2 separate regions of the Bos taurus genome follow, and region 1 is linked to region 2. Evidence: chromatin contacts called from public Hi-C data. All regions are on one chromosome and are shown on one strand. Each heading gives the region's core, a stretch centred on a gene start, on an enhancer-like site or on the middle of the called end of the contact. The rest is flanking DNA. Distances are from core to core; before and after follow the strand shown. Region 1 has its middle 46 kb from the start of KIAA0040. Region 2 has its middle 46 kb from the start of KIAA0040.

Evidence for each region. Hi-C and Micro-C count contacts between places; a contact is called where the count stands out from the background.
Region 1: a Hi-C map of an unstated tissue shows a contact between it and region 2, with 5 times the contacts expected there. The contact joins two enhancer-like sites. A contact is called at or near these places in 6 of 11 Hi-C or Micro-C datasets (blastocyst, blood, liver and 3 more).

What each region holds. Positions count from the first base shown.
Region 1 is chr16:56,480,795-56,483,494 of ARS-UCD2.0, forward strand. No RefSeq gene overlaps it. Among named protein-coding and RNA genes, the nearest start is that of KIAA0040, 46 kb to the left of the region's middle. Within about 2 kb of position 1,382, at least 10 of the 102 cell types and tissues checked have an H3K27ac peak or open chromatin away from gene starts, as enhancers often do.
Region 2 is chr16:56,389,413-56,392,112 of ARS-UCD2.0, forward strand. No RefSeq gene overlaps it. Among named protein-coding and RNA genes, the nearest start is that of KIAA0040, 46 kb to the right of the region's middle. Within about 2 kb of position 1,284, at least 12 of the 102 cell types and tissues checked have an H3K27ac peak or open chromatin away from gene starts, as enhancers often do.

The DNA.
Region 1 (2,700 bases), core at 132-2,631, 91 kb after region 2:
ACTGACCCTGCTAACAAGGGCAGAGTTGGACAGACTTAGCTACCCTGCCATAGTCGCAGCTGGACATTTTTTCAGGTAAGACTTAGAGCGTGAAAAGGTAGAGAGGAATGGGAAGAAGACAAAGAAGGTGGTTTTTCCATTTAACTCACCAACCAGCTGAGTGAGGCATGGTGGATTGAGGGTCAGCTGTCCCTCCATGTGGAAGAAATATTAAGGCTTGGAAAAAAGTGTTCCTGTATGAATAATTATACTTGAATAGACATGCCATATCCACTGGGGCCAGGCCTTCTGTACTAGCAAGAGTTGCTTAGTTTTCCAGCCTGTCCAGAGCTGATTGCTGTATTAGCGGAGGTTCTCTAGGGGCACTCTGAAATCAGTAGTGTGTGTGTAAGCGTACACGTGGGTTTCCCAGGTGGCTCAGTGGTAAAGAATCTGCCTGCAATGTAGAAGACGCAGTTTTGATCCCTGGGTCGGGAAGATCCCCTGGAGAAGGAAATCCTGACCCTCTCCAGTATTCTTGCCTGGGAGATCCCAGGGACAGAGGAGCCTGGCAGGCTGCAGTCCATGAGGTTGCAAAAGACTTGGCCAAACAACTCTATGACTAAACAAAAAGAAAACCATCTGACATCTGCGAAACCAACGCCTGAACCATGACACTTCTTAATTTTGTGTGTGTGTGTATTGAAAAGCATAAGAATGATTTTCATCTTGATTCAGTAAGTAGCAAACAAGTGTCGAGTGTCTGCTAGGTCCTGTATTTTGGGAGACACAAAGGGAATGACATGTAATGTTTGTTTTCTAGGAGCTCAAGGTTAAGCGGAGAGTGGCAAAGCATAATATGCGTGCAATTAAGAAGATATAGGCAAATTACTATTATGGTTCAAGGTAGGATTAATTCTGACTCAGGTCTGAAGCAGACTCTGCAGAAAAGGAGACGTTTAAATTGTACCCTGAAGAATAAACAGACTTTTGACAAGCAGAGATCAAGGCAAAGGATCTTCTAGGCTGTGATGTATTTGAGGAATGTTGCTAAGTCTGGTCTTGTTGGAGTATTCTGGATGTATATGTGTGTGGGCTGGGGTGGGGGAGAGGGTGGGAGGTGACTGTAGGGGGTTGCTAGGGGCTAGAGGGCAGGGAGAAAAAGGAAAGATAGGTTATGTTAGTAAAGGCACCAAATGCTAGAGATAAGACTTCATACAGAAGGTCGTAGGAGGTCATAGGAGGCTGTTGAATACTTTAAAGGAGAGAGGGGACTTTAGAAAAATCCTGGCAGTGCATTTGGATTGAAAGATGTTCTGCAGCTGGTGTGCGAGTCTTGGTGGGAGCTGGAGAGGGCAGAACCATCGCAGAGGTGATGGCAATGGGTGCGAGGGGACGCATCTGAGCCTGTTGAAGCAGGACCTGATGCCAGAAATAGGTTTGCCTGCTGTGGGAGGAAGTCAATCACGTGCTGACCCGTGGGTCTCTGTTTTCACAGGACATTCTTCCTGGGTCAGAGGCTCTTCTGTGTCTCTTGCCTCCCTCTGGGCTGGAGGTTCTTTGGAAGCACAGAGTCAGGCTTCTCATCTTTGTCCCCCTCAGCCTGCAGCTCAGAGCTCTGACCACATGAAGGTAATATATAAATGTCTGTGGCAGTGAAGTGACCCCAGGAGGATAGGCTGCGGCATGCAAATTCACAGGAGAGGTTCTATTTGTTGCTCTGTGGGTGTGATGCCTGGTACCTGAAGTGAAACTCTCTCGTTAAAGAACACATGTGGCACCAGGGAACTTGTGTGGGAATCCCCGCCTGACATCCCTGAGTGGTCACCTCATGGGGCCCCCTGAACAGTTGTGGGAGTCCTGATCAATAACAGGACGTGGAGGTGGGTCCCGCCACTGTCCTGTCCTGGGCAGGGGAAACACTTCAACTCAGAAGTCAGGCTGGTTGGGATGCCTGCTGTGGGGTTGGCAGGCCCTGGCTACTCACCGGCCTAGGAATCACCACCTATTACCATCACAGGAGCCACAAGAGCACCCAGAAGTTGTCTGTGGTTGTGGGTTCCCAGGGTCACCCACAGGGGCACTTGCTGGCGGGGTAAGAGATCTGGTGAGGGATGTGAATTTTCTTCAATTTACTTTTTTATTTTTTGGAAAAAAAGTGATGCATGTTCATTGTAGGAAATATAAAGACAAGCAAATTGATAAATAAAATGACCCATTTCTTCAACAGTAAAGGTAGCTGGTGCCACATTTTTATGATGTATGGCAGTCTATTCTCTCTTTATATGGAGTTATCTTACCACATATATGGTGTACCATGCACTATACCGTGTATGTATCCGTTCTCGAACATGTGGTTCTCTTGATTTCCCCAGCTAATCACTAGGGTCCTTATCTGTCCTTATATTCCGGAAGTGCCGGAACTCATCTTAAGGCCCCTCCCTCTCCCACCGACCGTGAAGACCAAGGGCTCATTCAGTCCAAAGGGATCCAGAGATACCTTCAAACACCGGGAGATGATGAGGTGGTGTCTGATTGCTCCTGTGCAGCTTGTTTTTCTCGCTGCTGTGTGGCTCCACTGTTAACAACCATTTATAGCTCTGTGATGTCTTCACAGATGTAGACTCTTATCACTACCATTTCACTGAGGAGCCTCATGCTTGGGCTCTGAAGTCACAGCTCTCTAAGCCATGGGCCCTAGAACTGCAGTGTGAGGACTCA
Region 2 (2,700 bases), core at 34-2,533:
CTTCACCCCCAGAGATGCCGCTTCTATGGGTCTCAGCTAAGTCCTGTGCAGCTGTGCTTTCTAAAGCTTCAGGGGCTTCTGACATGCATCTGGGGCTGAGAACCACAGCTAAGATGAAAAAGTTTGGGAGGGGCAGTGGAGAACACTGAGGGTGTTTAAACCTTGGACTGACACTTGTAGTGAAACTTACGTTTTGGAAGCATCAGTCTGGTGACAGCATAGAGAATGGAGGGAGGCATGGAAGGAAGTAGAGATTCACAGACAGTGAAGGGTTATTGCAATAGGCAATGGGTATGGGCTTCTTGCGGGGCTCAGTGGTAAAGAATCCGCCTGCAATGCAGGAGACAAAAGAGATGCAGTTTCGATCCCTGAGTTGAGAAGATCCCCTAGAAAAGGGCATGGCAGCCCACTCCAGTATTCTTGCCTGGAGAATCCCCATGTTCAGAGGAGCCTGGTGGGTTATAGTCCATGGAGTCGCAGAGAGTCGGACATGACTGCAGCGACTAAGCACGCAGGCACTGACTTCCTTGGCCTGAGGCAGAAATGGTGGGAAACAGCAGAGCACAGATCAGTAATATTAATAGAAGGAAGGGTTAACAGGATTTGAGGGGGCTGGGTGGTAAATGAGGGGACGGCTCCTTTCATGGCAGAGTTTAAAACTAGTTGTTCTTGACAGTAGCTTCCTCTGGGAAGAGGGTCCCCACGTTTCGGTTTGTCGCATGATGTCTAGAGTTCTGCTTTGGGGAATTCCCTGGCGGTCCAGTGGTTAGGGCTCTGCGCGTCATTGCTGAGGACCTGGGTTCAATCCTTCGTTGATTTCACAAGCCGTGTGACCAAAAAAAAAAAAAAAATCTGCTTTTTAATTTGGAATTCTTAGGGATTCAAGGATCATTAAAGCCAGAAAACGCTGAAGGAGCTAGGGAAAAAGAAAAAAAAAAATGACCCAAGGTATTATGATCAAAGGGATGCCCTGAAGGAAAAGACCAGGTGTGTTGTCTGAGGAGAGGGAGGCTGTGGTCGGGATGGAGTGTCCCGGGTGGGGCTACAGCATGGGAGTGGAAAAGCAAGTATAAATAATGAAATAATCTCGGCGAAACGTAGCCATTTACAGGAGAAAGTCTTCCGCTAAAAATATTTCCAAGTCATACCCTTAAGCCCTTCACCGGGGCAGCGGAGAGGATAGGGAGGTTTCTGTCAATAAAGAGTGCAGATCAATCAATACGTTTGGAGCCCGCGGCCCGGCTCAGGGGCGCGCTGTTCCCGGCCAGGCCAGCAGATGGCAGTGTGGTCCTACCGGGAACCTCTAGCCTCAAAACTCCTTTCCTCTCCTATAGCGAGGGAAGTTCTGCGGGTCCTCACGTTTCTTCCTTCATCTGGAGAGTCAGCCTGTGGGTACGACTCACCATCCAGCATGGCTTGGTGGTTGCACGGGCAGTGTTGCCGCGCAAAACAGGTAACTGAGAAACTGTAATCCACTACCACCCCCTTTTTCATCTTAGCAGCTGTTCTCAGCCCTAGTTGCATGTTAGAAGCCCCTGGAGCCCTTTGGAAGAGATTGCCTGGTGAGCTGGGGACTGCCTCCCCCAACCTGGTCTACTGGGCTGGTGGTCCGGCAAGGGGATGGAGGGGCGCCCCTGGAAGGGGTTTTAGGCAGTTCTAAAGCACAGCTGAATCCACTTCCCAATAGGCCTTGTGTTAGTTTCTACGGGGGACATGGGAAACGGGTTGAGATCTAATTCCAATGGTATACAAAGGAGTTAGGTTCTCAGGTTAGCTCAGAAAAGCCTGTCCATTCTATAATGCAGATTGCAGTGCACTTTTAATGACCGAAGTAGAAAACAAAGGTATTGTAGTATTGCAATTTAAAAAGGAAAAAAAAAAATGAATGAAACAATTACTTATTTTGGCAAGTGAAGAAAATTAGGTTTGATGAGAGAAGGATAAGGAGGCCAATGAGGCTGGCTGTGTGTTCTGTGCTGGTCTCAACCTATCAATAACCAATGTTTTGGTTGGACTGGCTTTTGTGATTCTTATCTTAAGACACCCTTCAGCAATAACTATTAGGAAACTTTGAAAAAAATGAAGGTTTATTTCTTACAAGGCCTGGCAATTACACTACATACCTGGGGCTGCATAGTGAGGTTGTCGGGGAGAGAGAAAACAGCTCAAGAGAGAGTGAGCTTAGGGTTCTGCTTTTATTGGGGTCCATGGTGGGGGCCTAGGATTTTGAGGGATCAGTGTTTCCTGGTGAATTTAAAGTGCAGGAAAAGAAAAAAAAAAAAATCAAGTGGCCCAAATAGTCAATCACTGAAATCACCCAGGATCTCGAAAACAAAGGCGCCACAGTTGGGGGAGGCGGCCCAGGTCTTCGTCTAGTTGTGTGTGTTTGCAGTGTGTTTATCTTGCATAGTGGTCTTTGAAGTGGGTGCTTCTGCAATCCAAGCTTAAGTCAGGCACTTGGATGACAAAAAAAAAAAAAAAAGGCAGAACTCTCAGGGCTCACAATGCACGGTGGACCACCTGAAGGAGACATTACAGAATGTCTGAAGACTTGTGGGCAGAGCCCTTTACTGGAGTTGTTATTGGAGTTTTTGACCTATAGGGGGTGCTGTTGCTAGTTAACAGTCTCTTAGGAGCCCAGATCAGTGGAGTGGATCTCATTGCCCTGTGTTCCCCAGGGGCTCTAGGGCAGAAGTCTGA